Regions from separate parts of the Mus musculus genome. Here region 1 is linked to region 2. The links are chromatin contacts, called in public HiChIP or PLAC-seq maps. All regions are on one chromosome and are shown on one strand. Each heading gives the region's core, a stretch centred on a gene start, on an enhancer-like site or on the middle of the called end of the contact. The rest is flanking DNA. Distances are from core to core; before and after follow the strand shown. Region 1 holds the start of Nfu1 (NFU1 iron-sulfur cluster scaffold). Region 2 has its middle 21 kb from the start of Anxa4.

What was found. HiChIP or PLAC-seq counts read pairs in DNA pulled down with a chosen protein or histone mark.
Region 1: an H3K4me3 HiChIP or PLAC-seq map of embryonic stem cells shows a contact between it and region 2, with 4 times the contacts expected there. The contact joins the promoter of Nfu1 here to the enhancer-like site in region 2. A contact is called at or near these places in 12 of 39 promoter capture datasets (the 3T3-L1 cell line, 3T3-L1-derived adipocytes, the C10 cell line and 7 more), 2 of 15 datasets of contacts at CTCF or cohesin (large pre-B cells and pro-B cells), 87 of 484 Hi-C or Micro-C datasets (the 63-12 cell line, the AML12 cell line, the AtT-20 cell line and 54 more), 31 of 115 datasets of contacts at active chromatin or transcription factors (the 230-238 cell line, the HPC-7 cell line, the NIH/3T3 cell line and 20 more) and 3 of 9 other capture datasets (adipose tissue, liver and pancreatic islet).

Annotation. Positions count from the first base shown.
Region 1 is chr6:87,007,440-87,011,588 of GRCm38.p6, forward strand. Nfu1 (NFU1 iron-sulfur cluster scaffold) reads left to right here and starts at 2,397. Exons shown (of 8, transcript NM_020045.3): 1 at 2,397-2,520. The coding sequence starts at 2,462.
Region 2 is chr6:86,812,074-86,816,380 of GRCm38.p6, forward strand. No RefSeq gene overlaps it. Among named protein-coding and RNA genes, the nearest start is that of Anxa4, 21 kb to the left of the region's middle. Within about 2 kb of position 3,033, at least 56 of the 459 cell types and tissues checked have an H3K27ac peak or open chromatin away from gene starts, as enhancers often do. A contact at or near this core is called in cerebellum, cerebral cortex, embryonic stem cells and 3 more, where this site is marked.

The sequences.
Region 1 (4,149 bases), core at 1,147-3,646, 190 kb after region 2:
GAGAGGGAAACAAGGGAGGGGATACAGGAGGGGGAGCTAAAAATCAAGAGCCATTTGAGCTTGTATGGAAACCTAATAGAGTAGAAGCTTCCTAAAATATATACACAGATGAAGGCGATCGAAATGAAATCTCCAAATAATAGGAGAGTCCCAGCTGGATATCTCTTGTCACCAAATGAAGTTTCCAGTACCCCAAATGGGCTACATCTAGTTGAGTTTTTGGCCAAAGGGGCCCCACAGGAACCCACAAACAACCCAGGTGGTTGCCAAGACTATAGGATAGAATGCTTTCCACAAACTTGGAAGGCCCTATTGCTGAAGACAATGCCCACACAACTCACTGAACATAGAGAAGTCAAGTTGGTGCCTAGAGCCTTCATCCCTACGTGCTAGCATCTTTGACACAGGAAGATACTCTGCATGCTGCCAAAGGAGAACGGTAAGCACCAACCCAGCCACTAACCCTTTGATCTACAATGGTGTCCTGCCTGCGAGATATGTTAGTGCAATGGTGGCACAAAGCTTGTGGGAGTAACCAGCCTATATCTGATTTGACTGAAGGTCCATTCCAGAACATACCTAACAGTGCTTAGGTAACTAAGAATCTGAGACTCGATAGCCCAGGGACCTAGGGTAAAACCAAGAACTACTGTTGAACTAAAAGAATATAGCAATAAAAATGACTCTAAACATTCCACTAACAGCCAAACAATATGCAGAGAATGACAGACCTTGAAACACTCAGCCCTAAGTAGGACCTCTCCATCAACTCTCTCAGGCAACCTGCAAAGCTGAAAGGGTGTAAGAGGCAGAGGAGATGGAGAACACCAAGAAAACAGGCAGGCTTGGCATCAGATGGGGTCAGCCCTAGAGCTGAAAGAAGAAGCAGGCATCTGTCTCCGTTCCTGAGCCATCTCAAGTTGATTACCCCTTGCAAATGAAAATCTAGATTTCTCCATGGGAATCTCACCGTGGGGGACAAACTATTCCTTTTATTTATTTATTTTATGTATGTGAGTACACTGTAGCTGTACAGATGGTTGTGAGCCTTCATGTGGTTGCTGAGAATTGAATTTTTAGTATCTCTGCTCCATCCGGTCGGCCCACTCGTTCCGGTCAACTCTGCTCACTCAGTCCCTGCTTGCTCCGACCCAAACGTTTACTTATTATTCTACATAAGTACAGTGTAGCTGACTTCAGATGCACCAGAAGAGGGCTTCAGATCTCATTACAGGTGGTTGTGAGCCACCACGTGGTTGCTGGGAATTGAACTCAGGACCTTGGGAAGAGCAGTCAGTGCGCTTACCCATGGAGCCATCTCGCCGTGGAGGACAAACTATTCCTAAGTGTAGGCCACGTGTCCAGCTGTAGAATGGTCAACAAAGAACCAGCTCACTGGCATCTTTGAAGGTCCCTGGTCACATAATGTTAAGCTAGGACTTTGGGTTTGTATATTTATTTAATTACACATTTTTGTTTACATTACATTGTTTTTGTTTTTTATTTTATGTATACATATATTTTACAATTTTTCTCTCTTTCCCTTTCTTCATCCCTCCCTCCCCGCTTTGCCCTGTAGGTCCCTTTTCATATATATTATGGCTTCCAGTGTTGTCGATAGCCCTGGGGCTAATTATATTTTATGTTAATTCCGTTTTCCTGTGTGTGGTTTTGAACAAGGAATGAGTCAGCGCTCAGGTGATTTCCTGTAAACCTGCTTCCCACCTTAATTTGTAAAATAAAGGAGAGCTGATGATTGGGCAGATAAAAGGGAAGGTGGAATGGAAGGTGGAGAAAGAAGAAGGAGAAAATGGATGAAGGAGAGGACGCGGAGGAGGAGGAGGAAGAAGAAAAGCGGAGCAGAAGCACATGGCCTGGAGAAACTGCAAGCTCTAAGGGGTCTCATAGATGTGGAAGATGGTCGTGTAGCGGTAGATCTGTCCAAACTAGGTGCACATATGTATTCATATTAACTGTGTTGTGTTTTCATTGCTGAGGCATATTTGGATTGGAGATTTACCGCAACATTCCAGCTTTGTATTTTCACGGGACTCTTGCATATGTGAACAAGTGTGTCTCTGCACTTATATGCATTTCTTGAACTCTTTTCCTTGTTTGTTTTGTCCTATTCTGATGTGTTAGGTTTTGTTATATCATATATCATATATTCCCTTAGAAGCCTGTTTGTTTTCTAATGAGCGACAGAAAGGGGGTGAATTCGGAGGGGAAGTGTGGGGAAATTGGAGGAAATAGAGGGAAGGGAAACTGTAATCTGGATATATTATGTGAGGGAAAAAAATCTACTTTCAGTAAAAGGAGGGCGGAAAGGCCACCTGCAGCACCGCCCTCAACTTGTAAGGAACCGGCGTCCCCGGACCGCCCTCTCTGCAGGGCCTGAGTCTGCGTAGGACTTGGAGACAAGAAGGAGGCGGGTCCGCGCAAGCGCACTGGCACTGAAGTGATGGCGGCGGCCGAGCGGGCATGGGGAGCAGCGGTCGGTGTAGTCCGGCTGTGCAGGCGGTAGGTGTTGGCTCCCTGGCTAGCAGATCCCTGTCGCTGCCTTCTCACAGGCAGGAGCTGGCGTCTGAGGGACCCTTGTCCTGGCTCCAGAGCCCGAGGCCAGCCACCTTCCACGGATGTCCCTTGTAAATCCCACGGGAATGTGGCTCCGAAGGGAAGAGCGGTCCCGGGGTTGTGTCGTGTCCTGTCGTTCCCTTTCCAGGGAGATCACGGCTCGGAGAGAAGTGAGTGACTCGAGGAAGTCCACCGCCCAGGCTTGTGCGAGTGCGTCCTGTTCCTCTTCTAGAGCCACTCCCTCAGATATCTGTCAGACCCGAGTGTGACAACTATAGAAAGGGGCCTGACAGAATGCTGATGCCAACTTGAAGTTTCAAATGCATTTCATCAGGCTAGCATAGAATCCCTCATCATCTGTCATCCCAATACTTGAAAGGTGAAGGCAGGAAGACCAGGAGTTCAAGGCCAGGTTAGACTATTTATGAGACACCCTCCACCACCCCACCACCCCCGTTTTAAAACTCCTAAATGTATCTCATAAAAATAGCAGATTAACAGAAGGATTTTGTGGGTTACCCCCTGCCCACCTGTTTTCGATGACTCCCCTTCAGTTACTTTACTCAAGATCGGTTAGACTTCAAAACTTCCTGCCAGAGTATACTTCTGGTTTATCCACGCTTGCTGCTTTTTCCCAGGGTTGAAGGAATATTAGGGTGTTTCCAAATCCTGGAGTATCCACTCCATTCACTTAAAGAATAGTTACTAGTTACCACGTAGTGATAACAGCTACCATTTACTGAACGCTCACTGTGTGGCCTGGTGTGGCCCTTATTGCTAGGTGTTCCTTAGGGAGAGTGATCTACAATGCTCTGCACGCCTTTTGTTTCAAATGAGTGCGTCTAATAAGGATGCAGCACATAGTCCTAGCATAAGAGAGCAAGCAGCCAGAGGGCACAGCACCAAAGCAGGTACACCATCCAGCAGATCAGGCCGGGGGAAACCCCAGGATCCAAGACACTTACTGGGGACTCTGGTTGCCAAGGGTCTTCTCCTGGGTATGACATTTAATTAGCTATTTCTGTCATCGGCATTTTTTTTTTTTTCGATTCTCGAGACAGGGTTTCTCTGTGTAGCCCTGACTGTCCTGGAACTCACTCTGTAGACCAGGCTGGCCTCGAACTCAGTAATCCGCCTGCCTCTGCCTCCCGAGTGCTGAGATTAAAGGCGTGTGCCACCACGCCCTGCTTGTCATGGGCATTTTTATAACATGGAATTTGAACAGTAGCTGAGTCTTGTATTTTGGGAAGGTGCCCGGGAGTGACTTAGTTCCCAGCTGTGTTCAGGGGCTGGTTTTGCTCCTGTTCTGGTCTCCGATGTTTTTACTCTGTTCTGGTCTCCGGGGCATGATGTTTTTACTCTTGGACTGTTTTGCTCCTACAAAGGGTCTTGGAGGACAATTTTAAGTATTCACTTAAGGCAGGTGGATCTCTGTGTTCAAGGCCAGTCTGGTCTACACAGTGATACCCAGTCTCAAAATTAAAAAAAGAAAAAAACAAAAAAAAAGGGGGGGAACTCAAGTCAAGTCTTTTCAGATAATTTCCCTTTCTAGCCGGAGTTACTTTCCGAGCTCCA
Region 2 (4,307 bases), core at 1,783-4,282:
CTGATTGGTAAATAAAGCTGCCAGCAGCCAATAGCTGGGTAAGGCAGACAACAGCAGGACATTTAGGATTCCTGGGTGAGTGACCAAGAGGGAGAGGAAGGAGACCTGCCATTCCGGGAGGAGTGAAAATGCCACGCCTGAGAAGGTATGGGACAGAGAACATAGCCACCATGTAGGAGCCAGGGGAAAGTGGCCCCAAGAGGGCTTCCCGACTGGGTCCAGGGCAGCAAAGATGGAATATAGATTTTAGTAAGTAATAACTTGGTGTGATGGTTTGTATATACTTGGCCTAGGGGGTGGCACTATTAGGAGGTGTGGCCTTGTTGGAGTAGGTGTGGCACTGTGGGGATGGGCTTAAATACCCTCAACCTGGCTGCCTGGATGTCAGTCTTCTGCTAGCAGCCTTCAGATGAAGATGTAGAACTCTCAGCTCCTCCTGCGCCATGCCTGCCTGGATGCTGCCATGTTCCTGCCTTGATGATAATGGACTGAACCTCTGAACCTGTAAGCCAGCCCCAATTAAATGTTGTCCTTATAAGATTGCCTTGGTCATGGTGTCTGTTCACAGCAGTAAAGCCCTAAGTAAGATACTTGGGAATATCTGAGGGAGATGAATTAGCCATGTGAAGGTTAGGAAGTGCCCCAGCCATTGAGCTGTTTTAGGCACATCGCAATATAAAGGCTGTGTGTGTGTCTTTCATTTGGAAACCCAGAACATTGGGGCAGGTATCAAGGAACGCACTGCTGCAAGGATCATTTTGAGAATTTAATTGGGACTGCTACAGTCCCTTGTGTCTATTTAATTCTCTTTTCTTTTTCTCCTCCCCCTCCTTTTGTTCTTCCTCCTCCTTCCTTCCCCACTCTTTCTTTCTCTTTTCTTCCTTTGAGATAGGACCTCATGTAGCACATGCTCTTGAATTCTCTTTGTAGCCCCAGATGAACTTGAACTTCTGATCCTCCTGTCTCTACTTGCCAAGTGATGGCATGATAGGTGTTAATCAGCATGCATGTCTTACTGCAGTTTTCTCAAGCTCCCCAGAAGCTGTTGATATTTGTCACTTGGTCATTGCATCATCCTCGTAGAGGAGGAGCCATGACACAAAGTCAGTAAAATTAGGGACTGGTGAGATAGATGACTCAGTGGTTAAAAGCGTTGGCTGCTCTTTCTGAGGACCCAAGTTCAATTCTCAGCACTTACACGGCAGCTCACAACTGTCTGTAACTTCAATTGCAGAACACCTGTCGCCTGCACACAGGCATACATGCAGGCAAAATATCAATGCACAGAAAAATAAACAAATCCTTTTAAAATTTTTTCAAAAATGTAGTAAAAACAAATAGCAACATGCAGCAGGGGGCGCTGTAGAAAAGCCCTTAGCAGATCAGGACAAACTCTGCTGTGGTTCTGAACCTGGACTCTGGACAGGCTCACCATCTGGCCAGGTGTCTCAAGCCCCTCTGGGTCAGGAGCCTGGCTATTGACTGGGCTCGGGCTGAACCCTGACAGCCTCACAGGCAAATTTGCCACAAATGAAGAGCCCCAGCGTGAGCAGTCTCCCTGCACTCCCTGCCAACAGGCAGCACAAGTTCAAGGGAGTCCAGCTGGATTCCTGGCTCTGCCTGGGTCACAGGGAGCAAGGTGCTGAGGTCAGATGCAGCCTGTGGCTCAAGGGGTGACGACACAGGAGCATCAAGGGGCACACTACAGGTGGCTTCAATAACTCAAATTATTCTAGATTTCTCTCGTTCTCCTTCGAAGAAAAAAGTAGTTAGGTCTCCAGGGAAGTCATTAGCAAAAACTAAGTAAAAAACAGAATCATAGAGTGGTATTGTAAACTGGACCTCTGCATCATATATGCCACGGTGCTGGAGAAGGCTGGAGTCTCAGTCACACTCCTGCTCAGAGGCCCCCATGGCCTGTCTTAGGCTGTCCTCTGCTGTGGTTATATTTGGACCTGAAGTCCTGTGTGGGTCTCAGGTACTCACAGCACCCTTCCATTTTCTAACAACAGGACAATCCCTTCCAGAGAAGCTCAGTTCTCTACTGCATGCCCACCATAGCCCATTTGTGGGTCCACCCTGACCCCAGCCCTGGGCATGCCTAACACAGTCCATTTGTGTATCCACACTGGGCACCATGTCCACCATGGGACAAGAAAGACTCAGGCTCCATGAGGTGGCCAAACGTGAAGAGAAGAGCCTCTAAAAGTGTGCCAGGAATGTCATCTATATCCAGGATCTGCTGTCTTGAAAACCCTAGGCAGACACTACCCACTGGGCACTGCTGTGGGACAGAGGTGCAGACCATTTCTATCCACCCGTTCTCTCCTGGAAGACAGGCTGTGAGGTTGTCCCTGCATCAGAACTCCCTTCTGTTGGTCCTATGCAAAGTACACACCCAGGTCTTTGTGTTTGTGATAGTTTGAAGGTAAAGTGACTCCCCCATGCCCTTGAAGACTTACAAAGCCTCCTGGTTTTGAACACTTAGTCCCAGCTGCTGGAGCTGTTTTGGAACTCTGTGGAATCTTAGGAGGTAGAGTCTGGCTGGAGGAAGTGGATAGTCCAGGCCCACTTCCTGTCCACCTTCTGCTTCCAGATGCAACATGACCAATGGCCTTATACTTCTGTTGCCAAGCCTTCCTGTCATGGTAGACTATACAACCTTTAAACTGTAAGCCAAAGTAAGCGTCCTATAAATCTGGTTCATTGGTCTATAACCCAGACTTTGGAGGTAGAGGCGGGAGGATCAGGAATCCCAGATCATAGGAGTTCATAGGTCATAAGAGTTCAAGGCCAGCCTGTGTTACATGAGATCTTGTCAAAGAAAGAGGAGGAGGGGTAGAAGAGAAGGAAGAGAAAATTAACAATTCTTAAGTTGCTTCTTGAGACATTTGGTCTCAGCTTTGGAAAAAAAAAAAAGTAACCAATACAATATTCCCTTTCAGGAATGTGGGTTTGGGAACAGCGGGAAGCTGACCCCTATAGCTGTGTTCTGTGGGTGTCCTGTGGCTACAGCCTGCACAGAACAGATGGTGAAAAGGAAGGCCTGCATTTTCAGGAATTTTACAAACAGCTCCACTGTGTCAGGAGCCTCAAATCCACTCTGGTGCAGTGTTTATGCCACGAAGGAGGGCTCACGGAAAGCTCAGGGCCCTTCCCCAGGCTCAGAGAAATCAATCATCATTGCCAGCAATGAGCAACCATTGACCTGGGCATATCCTTACATGAATGGCTTCTTCCCAAGGGAGAATGAGTAACGGGAGTGAGAGACGGACCTGGGTGTGTGGCACTGAAAGTGTTCCCCACTAGAAAGCAGGGTGAAGTTCTACTTATAAATACGTGGAAATGGCAAGATGGAGCCTCTCTGCATCCCTTCCCTTTTCTTTTGAATCTGACAATAATACTTACACAGGAAATTTCAGAAAGGAATGTAGGCGGCAGCAGAGCGTGGAAGCTGAGAGCAAGCTTTCAAAGCCTGACATCTGGGGCTGGGGTCCAACCCGCCAGGCTCTCCCTGTTCCGTGGTGGGTGGAGCCAGCTAATCGAATGGTGGTGTGCACCTGGGTGGAAGCCTGTTGCAGCTCTCCCAAGGATCTTAATTCCCTCTCCCGCTCCCTCCCCCCTCCCCCTCCCCCTCTCTCCCTCCTCTTTCCCCTCCCCTTCCTTTCCCCTCCCCTCCCCCACTCTGTGTCCGAGAGGGCCCAATTGCTGAGTGGAGTATTTGGAAGCCTGTTCACATACAGTGTCTTATTTTCCCTTTGCTGTGATAAGCACCTGGCAAAACAAGGGAGAAAGGGCGTGTTTCAGCTAACAGCTCCAGTCCATCACTCAGGAAGTCACAGGGCAGGAGCCGGACAGATTGTGTGGTCTGTACACCCATGGAGGCTAAGGTGCAGAGAGTGATGACAGCCTGTATCCCAGGCTAGAGATTGGCAGCCTCACAGTGGCCAGGTCTTCCCTCAATTCACCTAAAAAGGATAATGCCCCCAAGATACACTCAGAGGCCCATCTTCCAGGTGATTTTGTTTCTCACCAAGTTGACAACTGAGATTAAACAGTACATATAGTATGTAAGGTTCTCTACCAACATACCCAGATATCAACAAACAAACAAGAGAGGCAAGACAAGGGAATAAAGAGAAAAATAAATGGAGCCTGTCACAATTCCCATCTCTCGCCTTCCCATCCTTCTGTCTTCAGTAGCACCGTTTCTGTCTCTCTTCTCTCTCCTTGCTTGGCTAATTAATTCAACCTCCTAACACTTCCCAAACCAGAAGAGCTCCTGACACCATCTCCCACACCCCTCA